Linked DNA regions of Mus musculus: regions 1, 3, 4, 5, 6 and 7 are each linked to region 2. The links are chromatin contacts, called in public Hi-C, HiChIP or PLAC-seq and promoter capture Hi-C maps. All regions are on one chromosome and are shown on one strand. The core of a region is the stretch at or near the end of the contact, and the rest is flanking DNA. Distances in the headings are between cores, read along the strand shown. Region 1 holds the start of Selenos (selenoprotein S). Region 2 holds the start of Lrrc28 (leucine rich repeat containing 28). Region 3 holds the start of 1810008I18Rik (RIKEN cDNA 1810008I18 gene). Region 4 has its middle 55 kb from the start of Gm33442. Region 5 holds the start of Chsy1 (chondroitin sulfate synthase 1). Region 6 overlaps Lrrk1 (leucine-rich repeat kinase 1). Region 7 holds the start of Snrpa1 (small nuclear ribonucleoprotein polypeptide A').

The links. Promoter capture Hi-C pulls out the DNA fragments that hold promoters and counts their contacts. A called contact is a pair of places that touch in the nucleus more often than the background predicts. HiChIP or PLAC-seq counts read pairs in DNA pulled down with a chosen protein or histone mark.
Region 1: a promoter capture Hi-C map of pre-B cells shows a contact between it and region 2, with 7 times the contacts expected there. The contact joins the promoter of Selenos here to the promoter of Lrrc28 in region 2. A contact is called at or near these places in 12 of 39 promoter capture datasets (the 3T3-L1 cell line, 3T3-L1-derived adipocytes, the C10 cell line and 7 more), 5 of 484 Hi-C or Micro-C datasets (B cells, CD4 T cells, CD8 T cells and 2 more), 4 of 115 datasets of contacts at active chromatin or transcription factors (astrocytes, embryonic limb bud, large pre-B cells and 1 more) and 2 of 9 other capture datasets (adipose tissue and liver).
Region 3: a contact with region 2 is called in a promoter capture Hi-C map of liver, with 4 times the contacts expected there. The contact joins the promoter of 1810008I18Rik here to the promoter of Lrrc28 in region 2. A contact is called at or near these places in 2 of 39 promoter capture datasets (both in liver) and 1 of 115 datasets of contacts at active chromatin or transcription factors (pancreatic cancer cells).
Region 4: a contact with region 2 is called in a Hi-C map of B cells, with 7 read pairs. The contact joins the enhancer-like site here to the promoter of Lrrc28 in region 2. A contact is called at or near these places in 1 of 39 promoter capture datasets (pre-B cells), 1 of 484 Hi-C or Micro-C datasets (B cells) and 2 of 9 other capture datasets (adipose tissue and liver).
Region 5: an H3K4me3 HiChIP or PLAC-seq map of pro-B cells shows a contact between it and region 2, with 6 times the contacts expected there. The contact joins the promoter of Chsy1 here to the promoter of Lrrc28 in region 2. A contact is called at or near these places in 8 of 39 promoter capture datasets (the 3T3-L1 cell line, the HPC-7 cell line, cranial neural crest and 5 more), 1 of 15 datasets of contacts at CTCF or cohesin (large pre-B cells), 4 of 484 Hi-C or Micro-C datasets (the HPC-7 cell line, cortical neurons and pro-B cells), 4 of 115 datasets of contacts at active chromatin or transcription factors (astrocytes, embryonic limb bud, pro-B cells and 1 more) and 3 of 9 other capture datasets (adipose tissue, embryonic stem cells and liver).
Region 6: a promoter capture Hi-C map of liver shows a contact between it and region 2, with 2.9 times the contacts expected there. The contact joins the enhancer-like site here to the promoter of Lrrc28 in region 2. A contact is called at or near these places in 5 of 39 promoter capture datasets (the 3T3-L1 cell line, the C10 cell line, hippocampal neurons and 2 more), 1 of 15 datasets of contacts at CTCF or cohesin (large pre-B cells), 9 of 484 Hi-C or Micro-C datasets (B cells, the N1E-115 cell line, cerebellum and 5 more), 6 of 115 datasets of contacts at active chromatin or transcription factors (astrocytes, embryonic forebrain, embryonic limb bud and 3 more) and 1 of 9 other capture datasets (embryonic stem cells).
Region 7: a promoter capture Hi-C map of pre-B cells shows a contact between it and region 2. The contact joins the promoter of Snrpa1 here to the promoter of Lrrc28 in region 2. A contact is called at or near these places in 8 of 39 promoter capture datasets (the 3T3-L1 cell line, 3T3-L1-derived adipocytes, the C10 cell line and 4 more), 1 of 484 Hi-C or Micro-C datasets (CD4 T cells), 3 of 115 datasets of contacts at active chromatin or transcription factors (astrocytes, large pre-B cells and pro-B cells) and 1 of 9 other capture datasets (adipose tissue).

The regions. Positions count from the first base shown.
Region 1 is chr7:66,078,228-66,080,927 of GRCm38.p6, forward strand. Selenos (selenoprotein S) reads left to right here and starts at 1,422. Exons shown (of 6, transcript NM_024439.3): 1 at 1,422-1,562; 2 at 2,105-2,239. The coding sequence starts at 1,487.
Region 2 is chr7:67,643,919-67,646,618 of GRCm38.p6, forward strand. Lrrc28 (leucine rich repeat containing 28) reads right to left here and starts at 1,318. Exons shown (of 10, transcript NM_175124.5): 1 at 1,260-1,318. It also overlaps a transcript of Ttc23 not described here.
Region 3 is chr7:65,801,624-65,804,323 of GRCm38.p6, forward strand. It overlaps 1810008I18Rik (RIKEN cDNA 1810008I18 gene), which reads left to right and starts at 1,414. Exons shown (of 3, transcript NR_167723.1): 1 at 1,414-1,526; 2 at 2,403-2,700. Gm51485 (a long non-coding RNA gene) reads right to left here and starts at 727. Exons shown (of 3, transcript XR_003946789.1): 1 at 532-727; 2 at 1-25.
Region 4 is chr7:66,196,187-66,198,886 of GRCm38.p6, forward strand. No RefSeq gene overlaps it. Among named protein-coding and RNA genes, the nearest start is that of Gm33442, 55 kb to the right of the region's middle. Within about 2 kb of position 1,260, at least 102 of the 459 cell types and tissues checked have an H3K27ac peak or open chromatin away from gene starts, as enhancers often do. A contact at or near this core is called in B cells, liver and pre-B cells, where this site is marked.
Region 5 is chr7:66,108,133-66,110,832 of GRCm38.p6, forward strand. Chsy1 (chondroitin sulfate synthase 1) reads left to right here and starts at 1,360. Exons shown (of 3, transcript NM_001081163.2): 1 at 1,360-2,095. The coding sequence starts at 1,779.
Region 6 is chr7:66,308,018-66,310,717 of GRCm38.p6, forward strand. Lrrk1 (leucine-rich repeat kinase 1) reads right to left here. Exons shown (of 34, transcript NM_146191.3): 7 at 644-870. Among named protein-coding and RNA genes, the nearest start is that of Gm45989, 28 kb to the left of the region's middle. Within about 2 kb of position 1,439, at least 127 of the 459 cell types and tissues checked have an H3K27ac peak or open chromatin away from gene starts, as enhancers often do. A contact at or near this core is called in the N1E-115 cell line, cerebral cortex and liver, where this site is marked.
Region 7 is chr7:66,058,886-66,061,585 of GRCm38.p6, forward strand. It overlaps Snrpa1 (small nuclear ribonucleoprotein polypeptide A'), which reads left to right and starts at 1,451. Exons shown (of 9, transcript NM_021336.4): 1 at 1,451-1,807. The coding sequence starts at 1,726.

The DNA.
Region 1 (2,700 bases), core at 172-2,671, 1.6 Mb before region 2:
GAGTGCTGAGATTAAAGGAGTGAGCCAGCACCTCCTCTTTTAATGAAACTAACCCCTCTTAACCAGTGTGCGGGGATTAAAGGCTTTTAAGGCAAGGTTTCTCTGTGTAGCCCTCACTGTCCTGAGCGTCAAATTCAGAGACTCACCTGTGTCTGCCTGCTGAGTGCTGGGGTTGAAGGTGTGTGCCAACATTTCCCCTCCACCTTGTCTTTTAATGAAACTAAACATTACTTATTTCATCATCATGATTGCAGATGTTAAGGGACTGGATCAACAGGCAAATGAGCAACCTCCTCTCTCGTAACCAGATGTTTCACTTGCTCTGTATGATGTGAGAAATCACCTTAAGCAAAGAGAGAGGGTTCAAACTGGCCTCAGAGGTGGGGTGGCAGTCATCGGTACCAAAAAAGAAAAAAAAATTAAACTGATCCTTTTTTACCACTGAGAAAACTATTAAAATCATAAAACTTTAAAAATTTAGCAATTTTTTAAAAAAGCCATGTTGTGTCTGAAAAAAAAAATCAGCAAATTCATGGCTATCTTCATATTCTTAGCTTCATATCCAGTCATCAAAGTCTATTTTCAAGGTGGTTGATAATGTGAAGTGACTCCAGGCTTTTCTCTCCCATGTCCCCAGATGGAGTCGCTGAATTAGAAGATCCTTAACAGACTAGTTTTTATGACACAGTGAGTTTTATTTCCATTTTGGAGATTCAAAGTCCTCAAGCTTGGTACAGCACCGTATAGATTCCATCAGGCTCCTCAGGCTGAGTCATCTCACGGTGGGGTGCACAGAAATCTAGTCTCTTTTTCTCTGGGGACACCCACATTGACCTCATATAGTAGTTTCCCAAAGGATCCCACCTTTAAACACCACAGAGTTCTCACCTTCTTAATCCCATTAATCTATGGAAACTTGATTCCATCAGTTCCTTTTCAAATCGCAGCTATCTCCTTTATTGCCTTCCTAGTATGTTGCAGAGAACCATTACAAAAACTGTGGTAATGTAACACATAAGAGCCTAAGTTGAAGTCATTACTACATTAATTCCTTCCCTTGAGACAGTGGATCAGAAGAAAGGAATTCTAAGTAGATCGCTTTCCGCACGTTAGGGGAGGGGAATCTATGCTGCAAACCTTTAGGGCCCGGTGACAAGGGCGGGACTCAAATCTCATCTCCAGGAGGTTTCAAATCTCTTGAGCCTCAATGTCCAATCAGTATCAAATACAAGATCGGTTATCCGAGCTATGCCGAGTTGAGCTGCGAGCTCCTCCCTGAAAGTCAAACGCGCTTCCGCCTGGGCATCTTTCAGCCCCGCCCTCTGGTCACACCCCCCCTGTGATTGGTCGAGCGTCGAGGTAGGTCGAGCCACGATAGGTCAGTACCGCCACGGCAGTGAGCGCCACGTGTACATAGGGCCGAACCGGAAGCGCAGAGCAGAGAGGAGCAGCGGGCTTGTCGTTGGTGGCGGTGGCGGTGGCCGCCATGGATCGCGATGAGGAACCTCTGTCCGCGAGGCCGGCGCTGGAGACCGAGAGCCTGCGATTCCTGCACGTGACAGGTCAGGGGCGGCGGGCGCCGCCATGCTCGGTGGGTCGGCCTCCAGGAGGCTTGGCGTTAACGCCGCGGACTGGCCGAGCCTGCTTGTTGGGCCGGAGCTCACCTTTCTCGAAGTCGCCCTAGCTGGGCGGGCGCTCGCGGACTTGGCTCACGGGAGTCCCTTTAACATTTTCCTTTTGCAGTGGAGTCCTCCGCCCGGCGTTTCACTCTACCCGACACTAACACACTGTTGTCTCACTCCTTAACAAAGTGTAACTCACGGAGTCTGGATGGCCTTTGCTTTCCTGAATCAGATAGACACGTCCCCTTTAGTCCTTCAGAACCTAGCTGCTGGGCTCTGCACCCTCCGGGCTACTCCCGAGTCCCCTTGTAGTTGAGAAGTTTCTGTACCCAGCGATTCGCTTCTTAGGAGTCCATTTCCAGCTAGACTGTGAAGGTTCTGAAAGAAGAAGCTATGACTATTTTTGTAGAGTATTATTGAAAAAAATGCTATTACCATTTCTGAAACTGGTTTCTTTCTCTTTTTTTTTTTTTTCCCCCCAGTGGGCTCCCTGCTGGCCAGCTATGGCTGGTACATCCTCTTCAGCTGCATCCTACTCTACATTGTCATCCAGAGGCTCTCCCTTCGACTGAGGGCTTTGAGGCAGAGACAGCTGGACCAAGCCGAGACTGTTCTGGGTTAGTGCCATGTGGTAGAAATGAAGGCGCCTGTCATTTACTTAGTGGGTGGTGGCAAGACATGCCTTTGAGGTTTGAAAGATTTTTATTGAGATGCAAAGACTCCGTGATGGTGTATAGCATACTCAATGCACATCTTGTTCGGTGCATGGGGACCAGTCCCTGGAGATGGCCAGGTCTTGTGGAGGAAACAAGAAGTGTCAAGGGGCGGGGGTGGGGGTGGGGGGATCAGGCATTGGGGTCCTGGGAATCTTGCCACCTGACTGACTGGAAGTGGGGTGCTGCTTTATACAGCACTCCGTAGACAGGGATGGATTCATAGATCATATTTTTGTCCCCAGATGTATTTTAGCTTCCTCGTAGTCATAAGTTTAGCCATCATTGATAAACCGTGACAGAGCAGAGTTATCTTTTACAATCATTTTCCCTCATCAACCCCGTAGCCCATTTTTTTAAAGAAT
Region 2 (2,700 bases), core at 68-2,567:
ATAGATCTAGATAGATATGCACACCTGTTTACGGACAATTTAGATGAGAGTCTGTAAAACCCTAAATCCAGAGGAATGTTAGTTTCTTCATTTCTGCATGCCTGCATAATACAGTTTCTAAAATACTTTTAGCTTTCAAACAGCTAATAAGTGGATGAAATCAGAGTAACTGTTCCAAGGTTGATTTTTTTTAATCTACCCATTGAGATCACTCACAGACAATTTAAACTCGCTGTCATAAATATCTTATTCTTCACAGCCAAGCAGCACAGCAGACATTAATCCACTTTACAGATGAGGTACTTTGCTACAACCGAAATGCAGGTGGTCCTAACTCCAAAGTCTGGGCACCACCTTTCCTATAACGCAGCCTTTTACAATTATAAAATGTAGCCATTGTGTCATTCTTATAAAACAGCCAAAGATTACACACAAGAAAGTTTCCCTTTTGCAAACTAAAAAACCATATTCAAAATCTTCACTCCCTGTAGCCAGATGGCTCTCTCTGAATGTTCCACCTGGCACCGGTTACTTCAAAAGCATCATTAGGCTCTGCTGAAATGCATCTTCGTACAAACTCGGAAATTACGTGTATGCAAATGAAATCCAAAAGCTTCCAAAGATGAACGTACTCTTGGCTTCCCAATATGCACTCACTGGCAATACAGCCTTTTTAAGTTCTCCTGGCCCTTTCAAAACGTCACCCCCTGCCCACGGTTACTGTAAATAATGTAACGGGTATTGACTAGATACATTTGCTCCTTCAGTTTTCTGAAAGTCCAACACCAGTCTTCTCAGGAGAAACACAATAATCTCTCAAGTATATCCCCATTTTAAGTACAGGTATTTTAAAGAGTAGCCCATAACTGACTTCCCAGTACTTAATTTGACGGAATACACAAGCCGGCTCTCTAACACTGGAGATCAGAGACAAACTGCATACTACAAACATCTGTAAAAGGCTGTTTTCTCCAGGAGAAAAACTACCAGACGTCTTGGTTTTGCCCGAGTTAGTTCGAGTCTAAAGGTCGTAAGAATTCGGAAGCAGGGAGCCCAGGGGCAGGGACTCAGATGATGATACCGGGATACTCTGGTACCAGGGGCCATGGAGGACACGGCAGCGGTGGGGATCCAAGGCCGGACAACCCACTGTTCCTCTCCCAGAGGCCCAGGCGCTTCTGTGGCGACGGGGATGAAGCGTCCCCACGGGGAGTCGAGCCAGCGGCTTCGACCTGTGAGCCTGGAGACCGGACACTCACCTCGGCGCCCGCTGACCGGCACTCAGCGGCTCAGGCTGCGCTGGTAGGCAGTCTAAAAACACAGGGAGGGCGGGGCTACGGGGCGGAGCCTGCGGAGAGGCGGGCCTGGCTAACTGGAGTAGGGTTCGGGGAAGAAGGGGGCCAGGGCAACGAAACCTCGCGATAGTTCGCCTCAGTTCTCGCTGTCCTACAATAGGCGGGATGAGAGAGTCATTTTCAGAACCAGACGCTTATTGGCTGAGAGCGCGACTTCCTCTAGCGTCCTGGCTTCCGGCTCCGGCTTGGAGCTGGGTGTTCAGAAAGTGGGTGTACTGCGTTAGCGTTTAGGTGGGTTGTTTAGATGGCGCCAGCCTCAGCGTCTCCAGTCAGTTCTTTTAGTCACACATTCATTCCGCTGCCAACAGTCAAACTCGACGTCGAGCGATTAAATCCCTGGCATCGCCCTGTGTAGCCTTGCATCTGTTCGATCAGCCATTCCGGCTACTGTTCCACCGCCAGTCTGACTTAAACAGAAGCCGTCGGGCTTAGGTAACGCAAGTCAATGGAGTCAACAAGCAGAACTTAAGCACCGGATTTAATGTCTCCGAACGCTCACTGATCGCTGCCGAAGGTGGTGTCTACCTTTAGACAAGCGTGGCGCAGGCATGGTGCTGCACGCCTGAATCCCAGTGATCTGAAAGTGGAGACAGGAGTAAAGGCCAGCCTCAGCTACGTGAAGGCACTGCCTCGTAAATAAAAATTTAAAAAGAAACAGGCCCTAGTGTGAGAAATAACTGAGGACAATCACAATTTGGTGAAATAACCTGGCAGTTCCTGTATGGCTAAGTAGACGGTCGATGAATACCTTAAGACTAAAAACCCGATTGTTCTGATGCAGCAAGCCTCTGCTACTCTAAGGCTGAGGCTGTAGGTGAAACCAATCACAAGTATTTCAAAAAGAAAGGGTGCAGGTGCGTAGCTCAGTAGAGGCACTCAGGTCAAGCCCCAGTACCAGGGAAGAAAAGTGAACATTTTTTTAAATGCAGTGCACAGAGATGCAACAACTTTCGATCTTTAAAATTTCCTCTAAGACTTAACTCTATTGTTTGACGAAACCCATTATGTACATGAGGTGTCTCAAATCCATCCCCCGCCCCCCATTAGGACTTACCCTTTGGGGGTTGGAGAGATGGCCCAGGGGTTAAGAGCACTGACTCCTCTTTCAGAGGTCCTCAGTTCAATTTCCAGCAACCACATGGTGTCTCGCAACCATCTAATTAATCTGATGGACTCGGATGCCTTCTTCTGGGTTGTCTGAAGAGAGAGACAGTGTATGCACATACATAAAATAAATACATCTTTTTAAAAACAAACAGAAAACCTTATTCTTTGTCCTTTAAAAAAAATTGATGAGCTTTTGATCAGTCCTGGCTCGACAAAACAAAAACAAAAGGATGTTTGT
Region 3 (2,700 bases), core at 164-2,663, 1.8 Mb before region 2:
GGAAAGGGTCATTTGTGTTCCGTGCCTGAAATTCAGACCATGATAAAAACCCCTTCCAGATTTGCCGTCTCCAACGCTTGAATACACCAAGCACCCCCATGCTGCCCTCTTGGGCATGCTGCTGAATTTTGATTGATGTGTCCAATTCTAGGACAACTGAGCCCATCAGGGTGCTGAAGAGGGGACAGCAGAAGGAGCACCAGGGTAGGCTGTGTGTTAAATGAGCAAGCCATGACAGACAAGCCAAGCACTGTGCAGGGGCATGCCTGCTAGGATTGAATAAGCTTTTAGCCAGGGAAGGATACAACCCTTAAACAGCAAAGCAAGGACACCCCTGGCTATGTCCACCAGGTCTCCTAACTGCAAAGCAGTCTGGTTACCATCCAGGAGGGAACATGATAAGAGGATTCAAAGTGGCCTGTCTGTAACTGACTACTGAATGGCTTCAAGAAAGAGACGCCCCCCCCCCCCCACCATGTTACAGTACTACTCTGAAGCTAGAAACGTTTGCCTACTAAGAAAACACAACACCTTGCCTTGGTGAGTTCAAAAGAAAAGAGGACTTCTTCAGTTCACTGTCGCAAAGACCCAAGGACGAGAGACTGTATTGAGTGGTGGCTTTCTGCTGGCAGAGTCCCAAGCAGCAAGGGATCTCCCCCCAAAAGGCAAGGGCCATGCATGCTTCAGTCCAGTGAAGGCCTCACTGCTGGCTACACTGTGTCTGCCCTCTAACACTTACTTCACAATGGGGACAAAATTCCAACCTGAGTTGGGAGGTAGAGGAAGTTGTGTTGAAACCGTAGCAACAATCAAAATAAAAAAAAAAAAAAGTTCACATGACTAATTGATGACTCAGTGGCCGTGGATGTCTCTAGATCCCATTGGCCAGCATTTAGCTAAACTAGAACCTTAGCCGATCATTTCATGTTCCTTAGTCATAATCTCTTCAACGTTCCTTCAGATTTCTAGTATCCAGAGCTACTCAGTGAACAGAAAAAGTTTAATGACTATGGTTTTAGTACTCTAGACAGCGTGTGCCAACTGTCCTGAGAAGGAATGAATGTGTGTGTGTGTGTGTGTGTGTGTGTGTGTGTGTGTGTGTGTGTGTGTGAAATCACGTACTAAATATCTACCCAAACTTTAGCTCTTATATACTAGATTTTATTTTATTTTAACAGATATTGTTGTGCAGGCCCCAGTTCTTCTCTAGCTTTTCCAGAGCGCGCCTCCCTGCTCCATCTTTCTCTTCTCTTGACCAGGTGTGCAAACAATTAGAAGGGCTCAATAGGTCAGGGCCATCTGTGGTTTTTACCAGTTGGCAGTGGCATGCGGGGAGGAGGCCAGGGTTGTGGGTCTAGGGTTGGGCAACTTTGTAACAAACATATTAGATGATGCAACGGGGCACAGGCTTCTGAAAGGCACACGTGGTCTCAACTGTGGCACCTTGGAAACAGCCTACGAACTCAAAGGTGACGTTTTTTTCCCTTGGGCTTGAGCTGGGCTTTCTGGTAGAGTGCAGCCGAGGAGTAAGTTGGATCTGTGTGGGGTTTTAACTAATGTGCCCAAGTAAGTTGGGAAGTGGTTGTCATAGCAGCAGGGTAGCCATGAGACTTGAGGCAGTTGTAGGTAAAAGCCAAGCTCATGGAGGTAGATGCTGTAATGAACAAAGGGCCTATCTATCTACCAACCCTGCAAACAGGCTAGCTTATTAATTATAGACAGCCCAGTCTGGTGTCCCAGGAGGCCCCGGTGTGAATTGAGGGACATAGCAAGCCAGTTTGGGATCCAGTTCCTCTGCTCATCAGCACCTGGCTTCATGCATGGTGTCTGCCCAGGAGGGTGGATGAGGCCAGGATAGCCTGGCCAGGGTCTGCAGGAGTGAGGGCTGATGATCTTGCCAGCAGCCACCTCCCAGGCCCAGCTGCAGGGCTGGGCTTCCTGAAAACTGTGAGTCTGGAGCAAGACAGCTGACCCCTGCCTGCCTGTTTACAGTTTTCACAGGGCTCTGGGGACAGCTGTGGCCTCCCCACCCCTGTGGCCTCATGGTGGTGATGTGGGGGGGGCCCTACTGGAGCGGCTGGGATTTAGGAACATCATCAGCTGTTCAAGAGCTACAGTCTCCCCATAGCTTTCAGCAAATAGTGGGTGTTAGTTCATATCTCCTGTAAACAGTTGTATTCTCGGTGGCTGCCCGGCTCCGGTTAAATATTAACAAAGAACGGCCCCCATGGCCACTCCTGGGGTGTCTGTTTTAAATATTTAAGTAATTGCTCTTTCCCGTCCCTGAATGACATTTTGGCTAAATTTTCTGTAACTGCTGTTGTTCCTCTGGTTATTAAATTGTGTAAAATGCCCACCCCTTCCTCTCTCCCTTCCTCTCTTCTCCCTCCCTCTGTAAACAGCTGTCTCATTCACCGCCAGTCAAAACACCCTGGGACATCCTGGGGCCCAGAGTATCCTGCAAGGCTCATGTGTGACCTCCTGGGAAGCAGGTGGCTATTGAGCTTGGCAGTCTCTCCCCAGGATGCGGCAGAGGGGCTCACCTTGGTGCGCCAAGAAGAGCAGCTGAGCTGTGCTGAGTTGGGTCTGTCTCCATCCAGTATTTGTGGTAACCACAGGCTTCGGGATAGTCTGCTTCTACCTGGGCACAGCTGTGGAAACTTCCTCGGGCCTTAGATTTTGCATCGTTAGGGATCCGCA
Region 4 (2,700 bases), core at 10-2,509, 1.4 Mb before region 2:
GACACAGTAGGGTAGGTTGCCATGAATCTATCCTCCTTCCTATCCTAACTTCCTTCCTTCTTTTCTTCCTTGATTCTCCTCCTTCAATCCCCCCCTCTTCTCCCTCCCTCCCCCTTTCTCCCTTCCTCCTCCCATTTTTGGGCATGATGTCATCTTCAGGTTAAGCTTAGGAACTCTGATGAATCCATGGGCGGACAACCTTAACTAGTACTTTTTTCCTTCCATCCTATTATTTCTTTAAACTATACTATCAGAAGTGGTAGTTAAAGAACTTAAAGAAGAGGGATACTTTTTTTGGTGTTTTTTAAAAGGTAGTTGGCAAATTTCCTTCCACAAATCCTGAGAGTTGATTTGAAGACCCCCAGAATAAATATTTCGTGCTGCTTTAAGATAGAGCAGGGCTTCAGAACACGCCAGGATGTCTCTTCAGCTTTTGGAAGGCTCCAGTGTCTGTGTTTCTGGAAGGTTCTAATCAGCAGCTCTATTTTTGTGGGTGGCTGGCGCGGCAGAGAGGCTCTGTGGCTGGGTGGCTGATAAGGTTATCTGGGGACTGTTTCTGGCAGTTCAAGTGCCTGTTGTACAACTTGGGGCTGGGGAAGTCGGAGGGCTGGGCAGGGCGGGGACTTCGTCGTCTTAGAGCTTGCCTTTCTGTGAGAGAGGAATAAAACCAAAGGTTCCACTACCCAGAGGCCCCTCATCTCCACCATCCCAAGGCTCCCCGCTGTAGACTGTTGGGTATAGATAGGTAGGAATGGTTGTAGCATCCTATGACATAGCCCAAAGGGTGTACCTCCGTGCAGCCCAGCTGGACCCACCAGGAGCCAGTGGGGTCAGGAGAGTTGGGTCCAGCCTAGACAAGAGACTGGCAGTGGAGTTAGATCACAACCTATAGACGGACAGGGCAGGCACCCCACCCACCATTCAACCACTGTGCACTCCGAACAGACAGGGCTCAGGGGAGGAAGCCTGCTAGCCCTTGGGCCCACACATGGCTTCAGGCAGAGGCAGCCAACGCTGTGGAGGCTGGCCTGGAATCCACCCAGAGGAAGCCCCACCTGGGACTTGACCAGGGGTAGTTTTGCTTCCTCTGGGGTGGGAGGGTGTGTGGGGACCAGAGCTGAGAAAAGCCTGTGCCTGAACCTTCAGAAAAGAGAGTCTAAACAGAAGCCACTTCCAGGAAGGGGTAGAGCTGGGGTGTCAGAGATCAGGTTTGGGGCTTCTCAAGTGGGCAGGTTCAAGCTGCTTTCCCAGGCTGGTCCCCTAAACCGCATATCTTCACACCAGCAACAGTGACAAAATAACATCGCAGCGCCCATCCTTAGACTGTACTGCTTAACTCTGAGCTGTGGGGAAGAGGCTACTCCCTTCATGCTTAAAAAAAAATAGAGGAGGAAACCAAAGTACACATCCATAGAGGCTGAAAAATGACCTCAGGTCACACAATCAATGAGAACTGAGAGTCAAGCTATGATGAGCTAGCTCCAGCACCCAAGGGTCACATGACCACATCCCAGAGCCTCTCAGCATTGTGGAGTGATGGCTGCATGCTGGTGCCACCTTAAGAAATTCATGGGTGCCAAAGAAGCTGGAGGTAGAGTGGGGGCTCCAAAGCCAATAGATGTGGATCACACTGAAGCTAGCTCTGGCCAATGGCTCTAGCTCTGTAAGCCTTGGGTGCGGTGTCTGTGACACGGAAGCATAAGCCCTGAAGACGCTGAGGACTTCCAAGCTCCATCCCATTCAAGGACAACAGCGGCTATGACCTCTCTGGCCATCTGGGGTGCAGAGGGGATGTGAGCTTCCCTCCCTAGTCCTCACCTCTCCCTCATGCCCTTTAGTTCTGTAAGTGTTATCCTGAATGTAGAGCCAGCATCCTCCCAGAGCTGTGGTTCTGTGCCTCCTGCCCACTCTCCCAGCCCTCAGCTGCCCACTGGGCTTCTCCGGTTGAGCTGTCTGAGGCTCTGTTCTCAGTTCTGTCATGTTGTCAGAAGGCCCTGGGGTTCCAGACTGAGTTCAGCAGTCCCCACTCACCCCCTGCGAGAGGTCTGAAACCACAGATGGTCAGGAGCCTGTGCACTCAGCACATATATATATATATATATATATATATATATATATATATATATACCTATAATGGAGTTTAATTTCAAAGTTAGGCACAGGTAGAGATGAACAATAATGATTACTAATAAAAAAAATAATAAGTAAAAAAAAGACTGTAATGAACACTATTTGCAAAGAAAAAATTGGAATCTTCTGTTTAATATTCTTTAGCTGAAACTGATCGTGTGTAACATTGATGATGAAGTAGGCGCTATTGTGTTTGGTTTCCCCTGGGGACTCCCTCTGAGTTCCAGAGGGCTGCCTGAGAACACACCATCTTCAGGCCCACATCCCTATTTACGAAAACCCAACCTGCCCGGCCAAATAAGGAGCCTAATATTTACTGACATCATGCAAATTCAAGGCCGACTTAAATTTCGGTTTCATGTTTCGCCCACTTAACAAGATGGGAAGAATTTCCTGTGTGTGGTGTTTTGCTCTGTGACTCTCCACGATGATGGTTTCCCCTATTTCAAATAATGAGTAGAGGACTTTGGGGCCGGCGAGATGGCTCAGTGGGTAAAGCTGCTTGCTCTCAAGCCCGGTGGGCTCCGTTTGATCCTCAGGCCCACCTGGTAGAAGGAGAGAGACGTCTAG
Region 5 (2,700 bases), core at 110-2,609, 1.5 Mb before region 2:
GTTAGCCCCCATGTGGTTGCTGGGAATTGAACCTCTGGAAGTCAGTGCTCTTAACCGCTGAGCCATCTCTCCAGCCCCATTTTCTATCTTTTTGTTTGTTTCTTTGATTGATTAAATGAGAACTTCTTAGGCTCTGGGACCGTAGTTCAGAGGATAGAGTACTGGCCCAGTGTATCAGAGGTCCAGTGGCTGATCCCTGGCACCAGGGCTGGTAGCACACAGGCCTGGAATTCAGGTGACTCCAGTTCCATAAGCAAGAGGATCTGGAGTTCAAAACGATCTGCAGCTTCAGCTAGCACCTGGGCTCTATTAGAGCAGGTCCAAGTGGCTACTTTGCGATTATAATCCTAACACATTGGTGACTAAGAAATAAAATTGGTATTTACAAACATTTGTCATGTGGGCACCCAAGTTGAAGGGCTTTCGTTTTTAACAAAACGTATAAAAGTTAAGACAGAGCAAATATAGGGAAACTGGTATCCAACTTAAAAATCCATTCAGCGAGCCTAACTTACTTGGAGACCTCCAGAATAGTAAGAGATCCTGTTTCAAAAAACTAGGTGTATGGCTCCCGAGAACCCATCCCCCACACCACGTACACAATCCATATCCGTTTTATAAATCTACTCTTAAAAATACTGACAGACTTAGGTGAGGGGGGTACTAACCAGCTCTCTGCTCACTGGGACTAAATACAGGTATTTATCATCTAGTGGTAACTCACCCACCCATCTCTTCAATATCCATTTAAAAAACTAATATGCCGGGCTTGGTGCCGCTCGCCTTTAAGCCCAGCGCTCGAGAGGCAGAGACAGATCTCAGATTCTCTGAGTTCGAGGGCAGCCCTAGCTACTTAGCGAATTCACGTTTCGCTCCCCAGCCCGCAAATCCCCTAGCGTTCCTAGGTGAACTGTGGCCGTGTGTGGCTCCAGCCCCGCCTGCAGCGTACAAAGCTGCAGTGTGGACCCCGCTGTCCTGGCCACCGAGTCGGGAGGTCGGCCCGGGGAGGGAAGGGCGTGGCGGCTCTCGGGGCATCTGGGGAGCCGGTCAACTCAGTCCACGTGCGGTGCCGGACCGCCGGCTCCCAATGCTGGCGACGGGGGCGTGGCCGCGGGTACCGGGCAGTGGGGGTTGGAGGGACGCCCGCCCCGCTGTCGTCGATGCTATCCCACGCCCCTCCTGCCTGGCCGCAGACTGCGGGGCGGGTGCTTTTTTTTTTTTTTTTTTGGTTAAACTTTGGCCACGTGAACTGCCCCCCATTCACTTTTGCGCCAATCACGAGGCGCGGACGGATCCCGAGAGGGGCCACGGCACGCCGCCGGCGGGCCGCTTCTTAACGCGCGGTGCGTGACGTGAGGGGCTCCTTTGCAATGGCGCGCTAAGCCGGAGGATGTGCAGCTGCAGAGGCGGCGCAGGGCACCGAGAGGGCGGGCGCAGCGCGAGCCGAGCCGAGCCAGCCGGGGGACGCGAGCCGCGGGAGCCGCTGTCGCCTCGCGCCGGAGTCGCCGGCCGCGCGCGCGGGGCATGGTCCCCTCTTAAAGGCGCAGGCCGCGGCGGTGCGGGCGGGCGCGCGGAACAAAGCGCCGGCGCGGGGCCTGCGGGCGGCTCGGGAGCCGCGATGGGCGCGGCGGGCCCGCGGCGGCCGCGGCGCTGCCCGGGCCGGGCCTGGCGGCGCTAGGGCGGGCTGGCCTCCGCGGGCGGGGGCGGTGGGCTGAGGGCGCGCGGAGCCTGCGGCGGGGACAGCGGGACAGCGGCCCGGCGGGCGGAGGGGCGCGGGCATGGCCGCGCGCGGCCGGCGCGCCTGGCTCAGCATGCTGCTCGGGCTCGTGCTGGGCTTCGTGCTGGCCTCGCGGCTCGTCCTGCCCCGCGCCTCGGAGCTGAAGCGAGTGGGCCCGCGGCGGCGCCCCAGTCCCGAGGGATGCCGGCCAGGGCAGGAGGCGTCGCAGCCCGGCGGGGCGCGCGGCGATGCGCGCGGGGCGCAGCTCTGGCCGCAGGGCTCGGCCGCGGAGGGCGTCCCGCGCGACAGGAACTTTCTCTTCGTGGGAGTCATGACAGCCCAGAAATACCTGCAGACCCGCGCCGTGGCCGCCTACAGGTGAGCCCCCCTTTCGTGGATGCCATCGCCTGCATCCGGCATCCTGGCTGGCGGGCGGGCGGCGTTACGGGTTCCCCGGAGGCTTCTCTGGTAGCTGCCAGCGGCTCAGCGCAAAGGCAGCAGGGCTTAGGATGGTGAGCATCTCTCAAGGGCAAGGCTTTGGGATTGAGTACGCTGGCCTCAGTGTGTGTGCCTCTCAACCTCATCTCCAGGGAGACACGTAAGCTTTCTGTGTTCAAGACTTCTTTGTTAAAAGGAACGAGTCTCCCCCATAAGGTGGTGGCGAAATTCAATGTTGTACCTGCGATAGTGGAGGCAGAGTTATAATTTGAGTCTCTAAAATAGGCACTTTGTCATTTCGAAGGGAGAGCCCGCTTAAATTAACCTGGCTAGGGCTCCTCCGTACTGTACTTTAAGATTCTCACTTTTGGTGAGCGTTTCCACTCTGCCTTTGAGCAACACTCTGGTTTGTTAAGTAGAGAAAAAGAACCTTGAGGAAAAACAGTTTGTGTGATCGATTTAGTCATTGTAAGACTGCAGCCTGGTGTTCCCCAGCGCAGCCACCAAGGCGTATGCGTGGTAGGAAGTAACTGGGCCCTAGTAGG
Region 6 (2,700 bases), core at 189-2,688, 1.3 Mb before region 2:
TTGGGGGTCCTAGGCTGAGTACCAAGAAGCAGCCATCTCTCTCTGCTTCCCAACTACAGATGTAGTATGACCAGCTCCCTTCTGAGCCTTCAGTCATGCCTTTCCCACCACATTAAAATGGCTCCTTCAAACTGTGAGTCAGAATAAACCCTTCCTTCTTTAAGTCATCAGGGTATTTAGTCACAACAATGAGAAAAGTAATTGATAGATGTCCTTCCCTTCCTGGGCCACCTCAGGGCTCAGGGCTCTAGGAAAGACAGGCAGCACCAGTGTCCATGTGCTGCCACATTCCCGTATTGATCCTTTCCTCAGGCCCGCCCAGCCATTTCTGGTGGGGTAAACCCTTCTACCAGCCCAGGAAGCCTCTAGCCACTGCCCTCTGATTCTGAGCAGGACCAGTCGGGTACTTTGAACAAACAGCCTCATGCGGCTATGCATGATCTTAGCCTAGACCATCTGTTCAGACTTCTCTGGCTCCTAAGGGGTCAGAGATCTTGATGGCTGTGCTCTTGTGAGCGAGCAGTCCTTTTACTACTGCTAATAGCTAGTTTTCCAAAACATAAAATTCAACCCAGGACCCTCTGACGGGAAGGTGACTGTGACGGGTGGGCACAGAGGGCCTTGACCACGCCCCTGGGCCCACCTGGAGCAGATGATTTCGTCGGAGGACTGCACGCAGGGCAGCTCCCCCAGCTGGTTGTTTGAGAGATTCAGCTTCTTTAGATTGATGAGTCCCCAAGGGATGATGGAAGGGAGCGAAGGCAGGCAGTTGGCAGACAGGTCAAGCTCTGTGATCTGGCAGGAGATGTCTAGGAGCCAGTCCAGGTCCACCCAGGGCAACTTCAGATGGGACCATTTCACACGAAGTGCCTGGGGTTGGATAGCAAGGAACAGCACCTAAATTTGGTGAGTCTAAGCCCAAGGTGGGCCTGGAGTAAAGGCTCAAGTGAGGCTGTGTACCCACTCCAGCTGGATCCCTATCCTGAGAAACTGGGGCCATGTCTACCTTGCCTTCCCAGCTTCCACCATGGTAGCTGGCACCAGGAAGTAGCGAGTGTACTCTGTACAAATCGTCTGCTCATGGCTCCTCGTCACCCCCAGAGGGTATCCATGGGCTCAGAGCCAACCCTTAGGAGCCGCACACTGGGGTGCAGGGAAGCAGCAATGGCTTTTGGGTCCAAAGGAGCCCCCCCCCCCCCCCGAGGCTTGGCTATCCTCTTCTCAGGCAGGGAGAAGGCCGAGTCCTAAATGTGGCTCTGAGATCTCTGTTCTTGAGTCACTTTGTGTGATCTGGGCAGCCACTGTCTTCAGCCACCTGGCGCTGTGCCAGGCCACACTTTGGACACCACCAATCGGAAATCCAGAACTCTGGTCCACACCTCACAGCAAGGAAACCATGCCCCTTAGCAAATAGCCCAGGAAGCAAGATAAACATTGTTATCTCCGTAACAACCTAATGAGCTCACCAATTTCCTCTGTAACAGTCAGCCCAGGACTATATTAGTAACAGACAGCTTCCCTAACTTTTGGCCCTGCTTTCAGTTCAGGTCAACCTGAGAAAGCTAAGTATTATGGCCCCTACAGAGATATACAGGAATTCTTACTTCCAGCGATGTCTCCAATTTCCATGAACAATAACCTCCATTGAAGACACAGTAAAACCTTCCCTTGGTTTTGTTCTGAGACTTATCAACTCCTCTGTGCCCTGAGTCTCTGCCACATGCAAACCACAGCCCAACCTTCTTGCTGTGGCACACCCAGAACATGTTCCTTATTTTTTTTCCACAAGAGGAAGTCAGAAATCCCAGTGATCTGCTATTGCCAGGCAGCAAATGGGTCCTGGTTTAATACATAAGACTAAGGTTTTCTTCAGGGATATCAAAGAATCTGAGACTCAACTGGGTTTCTGGGGAGAAGAAATCTGTTTCTTTTGGCTTGTATATCCAAAGAAAATTCATAACAGAAAATTACAGGGCCAGAATATAGACAAAAATGAATGTTTCACAAATGGGAACGTGTAAGAACCACAGGAACTGTGAGAAAGCTACCAGCAATCTTGGTTAAGCTGGCCTTGGCAATTGGCAGCGGCTGTGATCATATCTGGCCACAAGGTGGTGCTGTGCTCCCTTAGCCAAATCCTGTGCCTTACCGCCCTTCCAACAGAAAGTTCTCCTCCAGTCTTTATCTCCCTCTTCATTTGTGTAGATGAAGAAGGATGAACAACTAAGATCCAGAGAGAGGAGTCCTAGCCTCTGGCAATTGTGTTAGATAAGTCACTCAATTTCCCTGGCGGCTTTTTTCCTTTCTAATGACTGACGTTTCCCACTTACTCTAAACACTTAAGTCCAGAAAAATCTAAAGTTTGCCAAGAGTTGAACTAGGACCTAATGGACCCCACAGACCTAGAGTTACCTGCTGTCAAAGCAGCATCACCAGGGATGTCTCCCAGCACCTTTCTACACACAAAAACACACCCTCTTGGGGCTGGCTGGGGAGATGGCTCTCTGGTTAAGCACTTGCTGAGTGTGACCCCTAGTCCTTCCTGCTGTTGGGTGGCTCACAGTTGCCTGTAACTCTAGCGTTGAGGGAATCCTATGCTTCTGGCTCCGAGGGCACCTGTGTTCATCATATGCACTCCTCCACACACACACTAAAACATTCGAAAATAAAACCAAAATTCTTCACTCTTTACTGAACCAT
Region 7 (2,700 bases), core at 201-2,700, 1.6 Mb before region 2:
AGTTTTGAAGGCACAAAGGGATTACGAACAGCAGCTGAGGCTTGGCACTGTGAGAGGCCAGGGATGGTCACTGGTGAAGGTGTAGCCTCAGTTGGAGTTGATGGCCCAGGGCTGAAGGGGTCACCACTACATAAACTCACTCCAATAATCCTAGCACATGAAGATGGAGGCAGGAGAGTGAGCTGTTCAAGTTCCTTCTCAGGTCAGTCATTCCATGACTCAGCAGGTAAGAGAGTGTGTACAGCTCTTTCAGAGGACCAGAGTTCAGATCCCAGCAACCACGTGTAACCCCGACTTCAGAGTATCTGGCACCTCTGGCCTTTGTGGGTATCTGCACTCATGTGCCCAAAACCACAGAGATATAACAAATAATTTCTAAAAGTATTTTTAAGAGTGTTTTCTGCTCATGCTGAGGACCAGGGGTTGACTTCTAGCACACATGTCCAAAGGATCACAACGGCCAGCTCCAGGGAATTTTAGGCTGAAGCCTCCCCTGCACCTATACACAGGTGGGCATGTACATTAATTAGTAAGCTATGATTTAAAAAAAATACGCATATGATTTCGTGCATTTAAGGCTTGGCACTGTGAGAGGCCAGGGATGGTCACTAGTGAAGGTGCAGCCTCAGTTGGAGTTGATGGCCTAGGGCTGAAGGGGTCATCACGTATACACAGGTGGGCATGTACATTAATTAGTAAGCTATGATTTAAAAAAATATGCACATGATTTTGTGCATTTAAGCCTTTGGAGACAGAGGCCAAGGCTCTGCAGGTATATTGTATTCACTGTGGGGCACTCATCACATGGCAATTTCTGATATGTGTATTCCCCTGCACTTCGTATGAATTTTTTTGGTGTTGTTTGTTTGCTTGAGATAGAGTTTCTCTGTGTATCCCTGGTTGTTCTGGAACTGGCTCTGTAGGCGAGGATGGCCTCTATCTCCGAGATCCACCTCCTTCTGTCTCCAAACTGCTAGGATTAAAGGCATTCTCCATCACAGCTAGTCAATATGAATATCACTTATGGTTTATTTTATTTGTGTGTGTGTGTGTGTGTTTGCGGTTGCCGGTGTCTGAGGAGGCTAGAAATGGACGGCAAATCCCCTGAGGCTGAAGTTACAAGCAGTTGTCAGGTGTCCAGACGGATATTGGAATGCCAACTCAAGTCCGTTACAAAAGTTGCAAGTGCTCTTAACCTCTAAGCCACCTGACCAGCGCTTTGGTATGAACACCTAAATGTCTACAGGCTACAAGTTCACCCTCAAGCTTTAAGGTGACTGTACCAGGTCAGAAGGGTTCTGTTTTAAGGCAATCCAGCCTACGGGTCCTGCCCCTTACCTGCGGAAGCCCAAGTTAGACATTTAGGAACTTGACTTTCAGGAGACTTCACAGTCTCCGCCCCTTGTTGGGTGGAGAAGGGAGAGTAGTCCCAACTACCCCTCCCTTGAGGTTCACTGACGTGAGACAGAGCATCCCTCGCGTGTTCTTATCTTTTGGATTAAAAAAACTGGAATCTGGGCTCCCCACACTCCCAGGCACGCTCAAGCCCAGAACCCAGAAGCAAAGACACGGGGGCTACGTCTTCGATTGCTTTAGCCTGGCGGTCGAGCTGCGCGGGGATACGATTGGTGCTGTCTGGCGGCGAGGCGCGGTGCACTGTGGGACACGGCACTGGCGGGAGGCGCAGGCTGGTGTCGGAGGTGAGGGTCCGCGGGCTGCGACAGGATGGTGAAGCTGACGGCGGAGCTGATCGAGCAGGCGGCGCAGTACACAAATGCCGTACGGGACCGTGAACTGGACCTCCGGGGTGAGTTAGACGGAGCGCGGGCTGTGTTCCGGCCCCGGCGCGTGGCTGCGGGAAACCAGCCCCGCCGCGTGCGCAGAGGCTGGAGCCTGGCCCGTGGGCCTCCACCCGGGCTGGGCGCCTCCGATCCACCGTCCCGCAGGGCCCTTTGGGGCTGTTTGTTACCGGCGTTCCGGCTAGCAAACACGGCGCCTCGATTCCTTCCCCGGACCGTACTCACTAGGCATTGCCCCGCTCATCGAGCAGCTTTAACTGTTGGAGGACTAGGAAAATAGAAAACGCTACGGACAGGCCGGCTGCTGGCTGGTGTTTTTTGTTTGTTTGTTTGTTTGTTTGTTTGTTTGTTTTTTAGCAAAAGCGTTAATGTGGCACCTGAGGGTAGGGTGGATATGTACCAGAGTTACCTTAATTGCCCCAATAATTCCGGTTTGGTTTTGTTCATTTGTTTTTGAGACAACGTCTCGTGTATTCCGAGCTGACTTCAAACCGTTATATAGTTAAGGTTTATCTCGAACTTCGGACCCTCTTGCCTCCACTTCCTGGGAGCTGGGTTTAAATGCCTGCACCACGTTTATATGGTGCTTTGGATGAGCCCAGGGTTTCATGTCTGTCAGGAAAGCACTCGCGCTACTGAGCCAGACCCGCAGCCCCGGATAATTTGGTGTTTTCAAGATTGAGCTGTTTGACCGTGGCATAATGGTCACTTCTGTGTGTGGGGTGGCGGAACTCACCTGTTCAGTTCTGACAGAAGTAGCACTTGATTTTTAAAACATAGAACTGAGAGGTAATCGTTAACTATTCAGGAGATGGCTTTGGAAGGGGTTAAGATTATAAGACTGTGACCAGAGGCAATCAAAGTCTCGGGGGCGCTGTGCACTGCCATTTTTGAAAGTTTC